Regions from separate parts of the Mus musculus genome. Here region 1 is linked to region 2. The links are chromatin contacts, called in public Hi-C maps. All regions are on one chromosome and are shown on one strand. Each heading gives the region's core, a stretch centred on a gene start, on an enhancer-like site or on the middle of the called end of the contact. The rest is flanking DNA. Distances are from core to core; before and after follow the strand shown.

Evidence for each region. A called contact is a pair of places that touch in the nucleus more often than the background predicts.
Region 1: a contact with region 2 is called in a Hi-C map of pre-pro-B cells, with 3 times the contacts expected there. The contact joins the enhancer-like site here to the promoter of Atxn7l3b in region 2. A contact is called at or near these places in 1 of 39 promoter capture datasets (macrophages), 1 of 15 datasets of contacts at CTCF or cohesin (the NIH/3T3 cell line), 5 of 484 Hi-C or Micro-C datasets (conventional dendritic cells, conventional type 1 dendritic cells, granulocyte-monocyte progenitors and 2 more) and 2 of 115 datasets of contacts at active chromatin or transcription factors (the 230-238 cell line and bone marrow-derived macrophages).

Annotation. Positions count from the first base shown.
Region 1 is chr10:112,846,460-112,853,839 of GRCm38.p6, forward strand. No RefSeq gene overlaps it. Among named protein-coding and RNA genes, the nearest start is that of Gm3942, 12 kb to the left of the region's middle. Within about 2 kb of position 5,717, at least 4 of the 459 cell types and tissues checked have an H3K27ac peak or open chromatin away from gene starts, as enhancers often do. A contact at or near this core is called in pre-pro-B cells, where this site is marked.
Region 2 is chr10:112,927,157-112,934,548 of GRCm38.p6, forward strand. It overlaps Atxn7l3b (ataxin 7-like 3B), which reads right to left and starts at 1,870. Exons shown (of 1, transcript NM_001033474.2): 1 at 1-1,870. The coding sequence starts at 1,566. The coding sequence ends at 1,273. Gm22507 (a small nuclear RNA gene) reads left to right here and starts at 4,268; the gene lies at 4,268-4,428.

The DNA of each region.
Region 1 (7,380 bases), core at 4,467-6,966, 77 kb before region 2:
CTGTGAATGTCTGTCCTTTTGCCACCAGGCTCTTATTGTTCTGTGTCAAAACTTATTCTAGGAATTGAGTATAGGGGAAGTGTCTGAGTTATTACAGACTGTTCACAATAAACAACCCTACAAAGCAGTTCATTGCACTGAGAGATGTCTATGCCTAACAGTGCACTGCACAATCTTAAACAATTTTACTGTTTCACAAATACTGCAGCTGAATTCAATTGTGTAGTTGTTTGTGTTTAATGTAACAAAATCAATATTCACTGGAAAACCATGAGATAATGTGCCCTTCAGTACTATCCTCTTTAAAGTCAATGCAAATATGTTCTTCTCATGTTGAATCACATATTCAAAAGCATTGAAATGCTTGACTGTAATGACTATGTTGAAAAAAAAAAACTGGTAAGATTTGAGAATGGCTCCTGAGTTTATTGAGAGTGAAATCTCTGAAAATATTAAGTTCACTTTGATATGAAGCAGCACACAAATCATAGTTGATGCATCATAAATTAGAAATTGAGCTTTGTTGGACCTACTTAGAAACGAAGTTTTAGATCTTTTTCTGAAAAAATTTGCAAAAATATTATAAATATGGACAGTGGACAGGTACCCCTGAACAAAAATGTTTAAGTAAATCTAACTTTTAAAAACTGAAATCCTCACTTTCTCTAAGATCATTCAAGATCAGAATAATATATGAAAAGAACAGGTTTCCAGTTACTTATCTGAAGAAAGGAACTCACAAAACAAAATCCACTGTCAGTTTTCCATCATATAATATCATCCCTTTGGTTAAAAAAACATTAAAATTATTGTTAGTACATTCATATTTCAATAACATACTATGTGCAAAATTTCCAGTTTCATTTACTACTATAGCAAGATCTTTATAGCTGTCATTATGCTAAAATTTATGAGGTAGATATTATTTCAATTGTACAGTCTCAAGAGGTCTAATTTCAAGACCACAATATATGTGGACGTATTCCTAGTATAGATTTTCAACACACCAAAACTTCTATTCCAGTCAACAGATGGAACCTGATCCAGTTGATCATTACCACACTTGATTTAATTGGCTTCTAGAAACCCACACTCCTCTTTGTCCTTCCTATCTTCCGATTCCAGGTGGGCAGGTTTTGTATGCCTTGTTCATTGTCACATTCTCATAGTGCACAGAATAAAGTATGAAGACAACACTGGTAATTAAAAAATAGTGTTCAGGTGACAGCAAGTTGTAACAAAACAAAATGAAAAAATAACCAAACAACTAAAACAAAACACCCCAGACTTACATCTCAGTGAAGTTGTTAAATATATCATATTAAGTAAAGATAATTTGTCGATTTTGCCTTAAATAGTATAGTGAATGTACACACAACAGACAAAGGCAAAAGTAAAGGTAAATGTAAAGAAATCTGACACACATTTTTTTTCTTCTAAAAGAAATTTTTTACTCATCTCATAAGCATCATATATAAACCTCCTATTCTTGGTTCTCAGGATATAATATGTGTCTCCTCTAGCAAGGCCTATTTTAGACTGGTCAGTCAGAAAAAAAATTATGACATGATATCACTTGGACCAAGATCTATTGCTGAGAATGTTGCAGTCAGCAGGGAAAATGCAGAATAAGAATCCCAAGAAACAGCAGATGTGGACATCTGGTTATATTTTCAGTTGAAATTTCTTTAAGGGGAAGTAGAGAGAACAAAGTAGTTTTGGAGTTATGTACTCAGGATAAAATCAAACTAATTAAGTTGAGACAGACTAGGGGAGATGCAGGATTAGACAAACATTATAATCCAAAGTATATTATTAAACTAAATCTGAGATGGTTTATAAAGTTGACATGCACGTGGGTAGATAAGTAAGGGATAGAAATATTCATCTTGGTATGAACAACACAGAGATGATTTTAACAATTAGATACTATGTGGATGACTTCATCCATGGGAGCATGGGACACATGCAAGGAAGAAGCTGGTGCTGAAGCCATAGGATGGGTTACATTCAGAGTCCATTAGAGGAAGGTTCCAAAAGAGTGGTGGTTGAGAGAAGAATCCCAGGAGAGCACAATGGCACAAAAGACAAGGTGATCAGGTGTTAGATGTTAGATGAAGGACTAGATGAGTAATACAAACTACAGTCCAGGCTCCCATTCCCGTTCATAGGATATTATACATCCTCGTGACAACAAGAATAGGAAACAAAATTGAAAAACAAATTCTCTTAAGTTAGTTAGGGAATTGAAGTCACAGAACAAATAGCTGCTCTAAAAATTAGAGACAGAAACAGATGGGCACCTACACACAGGTCCAGAGAGAGCCATGCTTGAGCCAATAACGGAGAGAAATTTAAATTGTAATTGTGAAGTCACAGGGGAATAATGGGAACAACACCTCATACTTCAGAGAGCACTTGCAGTATTGATGATGTGTTATAAAGTTATTAAAAAGAGGACATTAACAAAACTCAAAGTGGGAAAAATGTATGACCTCCAGAAACCAATATCTAATAAAAATATATAGCCATTAATACCCTTCTAAAACAAGCTCAGATAGGCACATTAATAAATTCTACCAGACATGTGGGTATTATAAAAATAAAGAGGCAGCATTTTATGGTATCAGAAGGAAAAAAATTAATAATCATTGCCTCTCAATTAATGTAGATTTGAAAAATATAATCAAAACAGATTGTAAGGATATTTAATAGAAAACAAGAAACAGAGATGGTGAATGAAATATGAAATGCACGTCACTATTCACAGAACAGGAATTCAAGGTATTGATAGAGGGACAACATGAGAAGAAACAGAAAGAAAAATGGTAAACACCTAAGGCCTGAAGTTCGTGGCGATGATTAGTGTTTAAAGTCACTTAAAATACCAAACAGGATACATTGAAAATATACAGCAGCTAATCTAATGCAGCATCTTTAAAACAATAAGACTTTAAACATAACTAAAGAGAAAGACTACCTTCACAGTAGTCAGGCTCACAGGTTTCTTATCAACCATTTCAGAATAGAGGAAACAGTCACTACATTGAAGTGAAGATTAGATATTTTATATATTTCCATTAGAATTCTATACCCATGAAGCAATAATTAAGAAAAAGTTGAAATAAAGTCATTTGTCATCCAGCAAAAAAATGATGAAAACACCTGGAGTCCCTGGAGTCCTTGACTGATGAACTTAAATATTTAGTCAGTGTATATCTGAATGCAGACATATTTTCATGGTCTTTATCAAAATCCATCTTGAAGGCTTGCTGCTGAATAAATTCACCCTTTCTAGCTCTATCTAAACTCTGGATGGCTGATTCAACTCAGCTGTTTCTGGTCCAAACCCTAAGCTGACTGATTCAATCTGGCTTCTCACAGCTTCTTACTGAATTGCTCTGCTTGGCCTCTAACGTTGGTAATTTCTTCTGGCTCCTTCTCACTCTATGGTTCAACTGCCTCTGCACAAACTCACGAATGAACTCAAGTCCACTGCATTGACTGAACTGGACCCAACTGCATGCCACTCTGAACTGTGCTGCACTGAACTGTCTCTATCGCTGTCTGTGCTGCTCTCTTAAGTCACCTCACTTTCCTGTGAGTTGAGCATATCTTATCTCTGACTCAGTCTGTCAAGTCTCCCACTGATGCATAAGACCACCTTCCTTGTCCTTTAATTAAAAATCACTATTATTATTATCATCATCATTATCATTATTATTTACAATCCAGCAGTTGCCTCCTCCTTGTCCCCCTCCCACAGTTCCTTGTCACATTACTTCTTCCCCTACCTGTCTCCAAGAGGATGCCTCCCCATCACACCTCCCCCCTCCCTGGGGCCTCAAGTCTCTCCAGGATTAGAAGCATCTTCTCCCACTGAGGCCAGAGCAGGCAGTCCTCCACTATATATGTGTTGGCGGGGGCGGGGCTGTGAGTGAGATGTTGAACCAGCTCATGTACGCTGCCTGTTTGGTGACTCGGTGTCTGGGAGCTCTCAGGGGTCTGGGTTAGTTAAGACTGCTGATCTTCCTGTAGGGTTGCCCTTGTCAGCTTCTTCCATCCTTCCCCTAATTCAACCATAGGGATCCCTGCCTTCAATCCAATGATTGGGTGTAAGCATCTGCATCTGTCTCAGTCAGCTGCTGCTTGAGCCTCTCAGAAGACAGCCATGCTAGGCTCCTGTCTGTAAGCACATAATAGCATCCCTAATAGTGTTGGGCCTGGGTGCCTCCCCATGAGGTAGATCCCAAATTGGGCCTGTCACTGGACCACCCTTCCCTCAGTCTCTTCTCCATTTTTGTCCCAGCAGTTCTTTTAGACAGGAACAATTCTGGGTCAGAAATTTTGACTGTGGGTTGGTAACCCCATCCCTCCACTTGAGGCTCAGTATCTACTGCAGGTGTACTCGTTGAGTTCTCTCTCCCCACTGTTGGGCATTTCATCTAAGGTCACTTCCACTGAGTCCTGAGAGTCTCTCACCTCCCGAATCTCTGGTATTTTCTAGAGGGTCCTTCCCATATCACTTTCAAACATGGCTTCTTTCTTCTATGCTCTAACCTTAGCTACCTTGTTTGGAATTAAAGGTGTGTACTAACCATGTGTCTGTATTCCAGCCAGAGGAATAAACAGTGTATATCCTGTCTGCATGGCAGCCATATTATACAGACCTAAGTTTTGGATGTGATCCATTGCCTCAGCAGTCATATTCCTGGATTAAAATTCCTCCATATTTGCTTATGATTTTGTGTGCTCAGCTTCATGAGCTAATGACATACAAACTGCTTCAATAGGTAGCTTCAGAAACTCTACACACGAAGTTTCCTTCCTCTAAATTAAATAATAACTTACCCCTATCATTTCCACATTAATGACAGATATTTTATTTAACAAATTTACTCTTATTTTTGTGTAAACTTTTTTTTTTATTTTAGCTATAGTTTCCAACTTAGGCCTGCCGCTCAGTTTCTTACAATTCATTCATTCATTCATCAGTTCATCCATAAATTCATTCATTTACTCAGAGACATTTTCTCACAGTGTACTCTAATCTGGCCTGAAACTTACTTGTAGCCCAGGTTGTCCTACAAATTGGCAACATTCCTCCTGTGCTAGGCCACTGAGGGCTAAGATTGCAGGTGTAAATGTCAAAACATCTCTTTCCTGTATCCACCACACACAGTAAATGTTCTTGCTATCCTATTATGAAGTTAAACAGATTCTTTTTATGTTACTCAGCTATTTACTTGGATTTAGTGTTGGCATAATTTTATGGTAAATATGCAAACATATTACTGTGGAAATTTGTTGGCTCTTTCAGCTGGTAAACTCAACTCATCTAAACAAACACATAAAATATAAAAATCTTCTATAAATATTTTGGCATTGAGTACAACTCTTCCCTAAAGAGGGCTTATTTTTCTTACTGATATTAGAATTCAGTACTTAGAATGGATTTTCAGGACTTTATGTAGAACCTTGACCAAGATGTTTAATTTCTTTGAGAGTCAAATTTTACAGTTACTAAGTGAGCTAATATATGTTAAAAACACTTCTAGAGTAAAACTACTTCAGTCATATATATATATTCCAAAAATTTTATCCAATAACAAAAGAGTTATTATGGGACATCCATTATATATAAAGCACTGAACCGTTAAACATGTCATTGTCAGGGGCTGTAGAGATGGCTAAGTGGTTAAGAGCACTTGTGGTTTTTGTAGAGGAACTGGGATTGATACCAACACCCACAACCACCCACAACTCCAAATCCAGAAGACCCAACAACCTCATTTGAATTTCTCAGATACCAGGGGCATTATACATACATATGTGCAAGCAAAATACTTATACAAATAAAATCTAAAAATCATTTAATGTGATATTATGTTTGATACAGGATGCATATTACTCAATAAATTTATGAGAAAGCAATTAATATACTTTCTCAGAGTAAAACCACTAGAGGGCAAGTTCTGAATATATTTTATCCATTTGAATACCTGTTATATTAACTTTAATACATTCAATAATACATTTAATATGATTTTAGAGGGATAGTGGAAAGGTACAATTCACAGCTGGAAGAGATCTCATATGATTCATAAATAGTATAATGTGAAAGTGAAATCATATTTCTTTTTATCCTGCTTACTCTAAAGGTTTACTGAATTCTAAGTACCAGTAAGAAAAATAAGCCCTCTTTAGGGAAGGGTTTTACACAATACCAAAATATTTATAGGAGTTATTTATTGTACTTACATTGTTGTTTGGATGAGTTTGGTTTAGCAGCTGAAATATCCAACCAATTTCCACAGTGATATTTTTACAGCCTGTTCCCTTGTACATTACATCACTATGGCATTTCCTTAGACACAAAATTATTTTAAACATGCATTAAATCCCTTGCTTGTCTATCATGTAAATACTTATGGAAATGAGTGTTAGTTCTAAAATTGTCAAAAAAGTAACTGTCTCAGGGGTGACTTTTGTTCCCTGAAATCTCGGCATTGAAGAAAAACCCTGACACTCTTCTTGCTGTCTCAGTCTCCCTGGACTGCTGCAACAAGCATAGTATAAACTGGATAGTTCAAAGGCAGAGGATATTTATTTCTCACAAATCTACAGTCTGCAGAAGGTCCAGTTGACTTAGTTCATGATGAACCTCTGCTTCTGTATACACAGCTGGTCCCCCTGGATCTTAACCTCATGCCAGAGGTGAAGGGTCCCCAATGGACATCTTTCATCATGATACTCTATCCTCAAGTCGCAAGTCTTAGGGAAATAGCCAACTCTTAAAAATCCTATTTCTAAAGATTACCAATTGTGAGCTAGAACTCCAACTGCTGGATTTCTAAGAATTTCACAAATTACCTCGTCTATACAAAATAATAATGTCGAAAGGTACATATTTTCAGAGTAATTTATAATGTATTTTAAAAGTTGTGTGTGTGTGTGTGTGTGTGAGAGAGAGAGAGAGAGAGAGAGAGAGAGAGAGAGAGAGAGAGAGAGAGACTGTCTGTGTTTGTGTCTATGGGAATGAATTCCATGGGTGTGCATGTTTTATGGATAGCAGAAGAGGCCCTCGGGTTAACTGGAGCTGAAGGAAAAAGCAGTTATGAACTGTCTAGTGTGGATACAGGCATTATATCCTGTGGATATGGTATCTTCTGGAAGAACAGCAAATAATCTTAATCACTTAGCCATCTTTCCAGAACCAGAGTAGAATGCACACACTGGGAAGAGAGGCCCCTTAGTATTGCAAACTTTATATGCCCCAGTACAGGGGAATGCCAGGGCCAAGAAGCAGGAGTGGGTGGGTAGGGGAGCAGGACTGGGGGAGGGTATAGGGAACTTTCAGGATAGCATTAGAAATTTGAA
Region 2 (7,392 bases), core at 620-3,119:
CTTTCCATCAAGAAATATACAGCCCCTGCTGGAAGGAGGTTCTGAGGACCAAGTGATGAACTGCTGTTTGTGAGGGCAGAGAAGGTGGAGACAGTCTCAATCAGCACAGCAGAGGTCTGACTGCCCAGTTGATGAAGGAATTCTGCAACCATACCAGGTAAACCAGGCCTGTTTCAGGGCTCTTAGCATTAAACTCATTCACATTATTGAAGGCAGATGGAAAAAAGTTCCCTCCTGGCTCAATTTTTAAACAGCCTCCTGCTCTGCCATGATGTCCTTCTGTAGGTCAGTGGTACCACTGGAGGGCAGCGACCTGTCATAATGATCAAGTCAGACCCATGGGCTGGTTACATCACCAGTAACTCAAAAGTAGGAAAAAACCGTCCCACCAAACTTATGTCCGCAGTATGTAATTCAAGACATGAGTCTTCCAGTTGGACATGATGTGCAGTCGCGGAGGTACACTTCATCCTCATAGCATCAAAAGAAAATCTTCAGCTGTTTGAAAACCACCTTGTCCTTTGCCAAACCTTTGCCACTCAGTAGGATGGAAAGACAGGTCTTCTGATGAGCCAAAGGCAAGGCCTTGTCCCCACAAAATGCTGGACCTTTGGAAAACAGGTGATTTGGAACTTCTTGAAGACAAGGGCACAAGGGCTTCCCATCGAATTCAAACGGGAATATTAATATTTTTAGTATTTAAGTCACATACCTGACTTCTATTTGTATCAAAGAGGCCCAATTGGAGGCTTAGAAATCAGAGGAGCAGTCCACCGAAGCTGACTGATCAGGGCCTGACCATCAACACCATCTAAAACTTCGAAGGAGGCCCATGACATCAGGCAGATGCAGAATCTGAGAAACAAATAGAATTGTATAGGCTGGGTACACAGCTGCTCACCTGTGTACCGAGGACAGTTCAGGGTCCTTGCACATCCACATGTATTTTATACAGCTCAAAATACAGCACGACGCCTCTGGACCTTCTTCTGCCCAGGATTTCAGAGCTGGCATGGGAGACCCTTTCAAATGGACCGGGATTCCTAAATTCTCCTCTTTGGGTGTTTTGTTCGTTTTACGCCTTCTCGGTTTTTTTTTTTTTTGTATTTTAATGCTAAGATCTTGAAGGGGGGTAAATGGGACTTTTGTTTGCTTTTCCTTTATTTGTTGATTTAATTTTTTTTCTCTCCAACTTAGCTTATTCCTCCAAAGCCACGGGGACCAGTCTCTATTATTGTCCTGGTCACTGTGTCGCCCTCTCTCAGGTGGTGACTACTGGAATTCCGGAGGTGAACGCTGCAGCTCCGTCTGGGGCCCGTCCCCGGGATCCCCAGGAAGGGAGCAGAGCGGGAGGCGGCACGCGCCTTTGTCCTCCACTGGCTGGATGCCGAAATCCTTCACGCTCCCAGTGTCTGCAAACTCCAGGTAGAAGTAGCCACACTTGACCGCCCGGTGCACCTCAAAGCAGAAGCCCAGGCAGGAATCCTCTATCAGGTCTACATAGATCTCCTGGGCGATGGCCTCCAGCTTGTTAGTATCCAGGTTGGCCAACGAAATCTCCTCCATCTTAACCGGCAAGCGACCGTGCGGAGGGCGCTGGCTTTACTCACGGCACACTCGGGCTCCGCTAGGCCTGCAAGGCCTCTCCGGGCCTCGTCCTCCGGGACGGCAACGGCGACGACGGCGGCGTCCGCGGCGACAGCAACCGCCGCTCCGGAGCCCCAACGCTCGCTCGGCTGCGACGATCACCCAAGTTCGGGATTCTGAGCTGCACCCGAGCCCGGCTCGCCGCGAAAACCGTCTCGGCGCCTCACCCAGCCGTTCGGGCCTCTTCCTCTCGCTGACAGTCTGGGCCCGCCCCCCCACTTCCGCCCGGTGCTGCGCCTGCGCACTGGCTCCGCGCGGAGGCTGGGCTTGGGCTCGGGCTCTGGCGCAGTTCGCTGGCCTGGGAGCACTGTTGGTCTGTGCGAGCCAGTGGCGACAACTGGCATTCCTGCCTGTGTCTTTTTCTCTCTCCCGGTTCATAAAATGTTATCGACGATGCTATGGTATTTTGTTTAGGGCTTTAAACGTTCACTAATGCGTTCACCTGTGTTTCAATGATTTCTTACGTAAAAGGAGGAATAATAATTACTTGTCCAGTTGTGTAATCAATCGAATAATGATTTCAGGCATGTTTATCCACATACGACTGAAAATTTGACGTACAGGATTGGCTTGCAGTAATTTACAGTACTGCCGCAGTTGTCATTTAAATCCACTAGATGATGCAAGGAAACAAATTGCCCTATAGTTTATCTTTGAGGCTTTCTTTGAATGAAAACAACTAGAATCCTGACACTAAAGGCATAATTCAAATATATTGATCAAATAAACCTAAGGCATTTATCTCACTTATAAGACCATTAAGTCAGCGTGACTGTAAAGAAATGATTATATACGTCTCCAAATGTGCTACAAGATAAAAATGATGTGCGCTTAGTTTGGGGGAGGCAAAGAGGAGGGGGAAGACTTTCCTAAAGTTACACTGCTTTCACTGTGAGAACTGGAACCGTCCCACCAAATCCTCTGCAGCCAGCTCCTAACAACTTTTCTCATTTGACTCAAGCAAGTCCTTATTCTGTCACTGATAAAACACACTACTAACCACAATGGATCAGAAGATGCTAGCTAGCTATTCCTAAAAAGATTAGTTGTGAATTCAAACATAAGGAAATCACTGTATTCTTTCTTTACTTTTTTCTTTCTTGTTCATTATTTGATCCTCCTCTGCAACTGCTCTACTTTTGCAATTTATCAGAAAGAACTGTGGCTAAGGAAAAACTCAAATCCTCCTTTATAGCTTTCTTATGCAAGATTTCCAGATTAGAGAAAAGCATAAGATGATCATATTTTCCTCAGTACAGAATTACCTTACACTGATTGATTTAGAGTGCAAACTATTTGTAAACAACTGTATTTTCTAGTTGTCTATTTAATTAATTTAGATCTCACAAATTGGCAGATACAAATCATTTAGCTTATGCTACTTAATTTTTTTCTGCCCAGAGTTCTTTTTTTTTAATTTAAAAAAAGACAGAACTTTAAAAAAATTGGACTTTTGTATAATCTAGATGTTCTAGATTCAAAAAATTAACGTATTGACACATTGTGGGATCTGGACATACAATAAACCATGTAATGTTTAAGAGTACATGTTACTGAATCAGACTGCCTCCTACAGTAGATGCCTATGCGAATCTTGTATTGGGATCTGTTTTCTTGACATTTCAGGAATAGGTGTCATCACATAGTTTTGTAGTGAGACACATAGCAATACGTATAAGAATTTTCACATGGTGCTTGCATGATGTATACAGTGGTACAGACTGCCTAGTTAGATAAAGAAAATATAGTTAGGACTTCAAGCATCTTTGCTTTAAACTCTTTCCTCTTCAAACTAAGTGTAAAACTCTACTTTCCAGGTCTAGTACAAATTCAGAGACATTTGTGAAGTTTAGACTTTTTTCTGCAGGTCTTGGTTTGGGTCTGACTGTCTAGCTTCATGTCTAGCATGCTTTGACATTTGCTGGTGCTAACACATTTATTGCCAAACAAAAGTTCTTATTAACAGACAACTGTCCTTTGTCATTATCGATGTATAATTTGTTCATGCCAGGTCATTGAAAAATCTTTGTTCCCTTAATTTGACAAAACAAATAGGAGATTGTTTTTCTTAATCTTATACTGTGGGAGTTGGAAACTGTCTTGTATTTATCTAATACATTTAGTACAGTTCAATAAAAATTATTTCAAAGTATATGTGCTTTTATGTTCATAGAAATTCAAATAATGATAATTCTATTTACTCTGACTAAACAGTATTGTTTTGAAAATCTGTAGTCTAACTCCCATTTTGTCTTCTATTTGTATCACTAAATTGTCTTAATATGAATTGAAATATACTGGAGATTTCATTTATTTTTCTAAAAAATAAATGAGAAATTTATTGGTGATCTTAATGGAGTGTTGAATGTACTATATTTATTAATATTTAGTTCATTTTCTAAGTGCAATGCAGATAATATGGAGTACTTCATCATAAGTGGCCTTAAAGTATATGCATTAAAATAAGTAGTGCGCCAAAGGAATACCATCATTTTTCAACTATCTTTGACTTTTTTTTCTCCCCCTTAAACAATGTGTGCAATGGGAGAAGCCACTCTTTTAAAGAGGAAAACATTTGCATTCTTATATAAACATATTTATAAACATAGCCATATATTTGATACTTACTTGGCAGGGGAGATAGCATGATCGAGAAGACGTTTTCAGGGTGGGAGCTCATCACTGTACTTGGGATATTTTGGTACCTTTGGCTTCCCCAAATGGGAGAAACCAACAGCATAATTAGTGGTGGTAGGAACTGTGCTTGTGGTCTGCTCTGTAAATTAAACAAGAAAACACATATATTTTGGGTATGTCACTTTTGTATGCACAGAAAATAGAGACAAATGAGGCAGCAGAATGCATCCCAAAGTCAACTCATCCAGTTGCCAGTCATGTTCTAGAGTTATTTGTCAGAGAACATGTTTGTATGTGCAGGTTTATGCTTTAAAACTGTTTGTAATGAGATTGTGCATTTCTTCAGGGTTTCATGTCAGTCTTAAAAATCAAATAACTACTGAAACATTTTTAATTGTTTAATTTACACTCTAATTGTTGCCCTCCTTCCCAGCCCCCCCCCAAGAGTTCTTCACCCCCGTCCCCCGTCCCCTTTGCCTCTGAGCGTGTACTCCCCTCCCACCCCACCAACCCCCTCCCCCCACACCCATGTACCCCCATCTCATACCTCTTCTACTGAGACCAGACAAGGTAGTCCTCTGCTACGTATGTGCAAGGGGCCATGCATGGCCTTTGGTTGGTGGCTTAGTCTCTGGGAACTGCCAGGGGACAGAGAGGGTTAGGTGATACTGTTGGTCTTCCTATGCGGTTGCCACCCTCTTCAGCTCCTTCAGTTCTCCTCCTGACTCTTCATTGGGGAGCTCTTCCTGATCTCTGTCTTTGGTTGTAAGTATCTGCGTTTGTCTCAGTCAGCTGCTGGTAGAGTCTCTCAGAGGACAGTCATGCTAGGCTCCTGTCTGCAAGCACAACATGGCATCATTAATAAGTGTCAGGGTTTAACTTGGGGAGGTATACAAGGAAGCACAGAATTTTATGCTTCCTGTTTGGATTTAAGGATCGGCACCAAAAACATAATATAGAAACTTAGTTTTCTAGAAAAATCTAGAAATTACTTGTGTTTTGGCAATCAGAATGTGCCAACTGTTAATAGAAACCTAAAAAAAATCCATATATTTTCAAATACATACCTGCATTGAAATAGTAAAAATAGTTTGTGCACATTAACCTTTTACCCAGAGCTATATGTTGACAATTATCGCACTTTTGATCTATTTGTTTTCCTTTAAAGTTTCTTTTCCAGAAGCAAGTCTGAATTAGTGTGTACTGCACAATCTAACAGTAAGTTGCAAACAGGTTTTATCATTTCTAAGTCTTTCATTGCTCAGATACTTTAAGAAAGATGCATTCTTTCACATTATCACCATACAATGATCACACTTTAAGAAATTCAGATGGAGTCTAGTATCATTGTATAACATTTGATCCATTTGAATCAGTTGTCCTATGTCTTTTATGCAGTTACTTTTGTATTTGGTCCAGGATCCTATATTCTTATATCATGGCTATTTCAAATTTTGAAACAATTGGATAACACAGAAATTCTGAAGATAAGAATATTAATTCAAAATGAAATAAATTCATTTTAAACATAATATGGTATTCTAGGTTGAAGACAAACTATATCCCATAAGCTTATGCTTTTGAGCCATAAGTCCACAGCTAGTTGGGGGCTGTTTGGAAAGGTTATAGAAGCTTTAAGGGGTGTCCTCTTACAGGGTGGTTGATTAAGTGTGTCATTATTGGTGGGACTTAGGGCTTTATATTCAGTTCCCACTTCCTGGTCACTAGCTGCACCCTAACTGTGAGTGCAATGGAATGGGTAGGCTCTCTGTGTTTGCCATCATGCCTTGGCTGTCATGAAGGACTAAATCCTGGAACTGTAAACTAACTTAAACCTTTCCTTCCTTCGGTTGCTTTTATCAGGGTTTTTATTTTTATTTTTTTATTACAACAGGACGTATAATTAACACAGCAGTGCCATCTGAAAATGAAGGTGGTTGTGAAGAAAGGTATCTATTCAGAAGCTTTATAGGGCTAATAACAGTCAGGGTTCCCCTTACACATAAAAACTCTCTGCAATGTCTATCAAGTCAATGTCTAGGTGACAGTTTATTGATTCCCTTCCCTTCCCTGATAAGCCACGTCCTTTAATAGATCTTGATCTTGCTAACCGTACTTTATCCAAGCACTGGTGTTTGGAAACATAACCCTAGAGATTTGGAAAGAATATTATCATGACAGCAAAACTATTTTCCAGCCCAGTCTAGATTAGTAAGTCATATCTACAGATTGACAGTGTTTCTCAGAGTAAACAAAATGGAATGGGATATTTGAGCAGAAATCTCTCTGAAAAAGATTGAGGGTATAAGATTTACACATATCCAACTTAATAGAAAATACAGAAAACGAAAATGATGCTTTCATTTTGGATAAGGAAACTAAAGCTAGAGATGCCAAGAGGATTGTTTAGTCTGTGTGTGGAAAAATTATTATCAACTACTAATTCTTCTGACTTACAGTCTAATTTCTTTCTTGGTACAGAATTCCTTCCCTAATGTCTGTTTTCTTAGCAGCAGGAAGTTTAGTGATGGCTAAATGTATTTTTTTAAAAACTAGAATAATTTATAATATATTAATTATACTATCAATATAGAATGTACTTGTTAATGAAAACTACTTGGTATAATGTTATATTAATTTTGTTATTCTGAAAAAATATAATATTTCAAATTAGGAATTAAAAAATTTAAACTAGCAATTGATTCAATCCAAAAGAGAATCACACACCTATTTAGAAATGCATCACATATTCATTTAGAATCTTTTTCCTTTCTTTCTTTCTTTCTTTCTTTCTTTCTTTCTTTCTTTCTTTCTTTCTTTCTTTTCCTTCCTTCCTTCCTTCCTTCCTTCCTTCCTTCCTTCCTTCCTTCCTTCCTTCCTTCTTTCCTTCCTTCCTTCTCCTCTTCTTCTCTTCTTCTTCTTCTTCTTCTTCTTCTTCTTCTTCTTCTTCTTCTTCTTCTTCTTCTTCTTCTTCTTCCTCTCTCTCTCTCTCTCTCTCTCTCTCTCTCTCTCTCTCTCTCTCTCTCTCATTTTGACACATTCTTGCTCTGTAATCCAGGCTGTCTTCAATCTTTAGATCTCTCTGCCTCATAGTCTTAAGTATTAGGA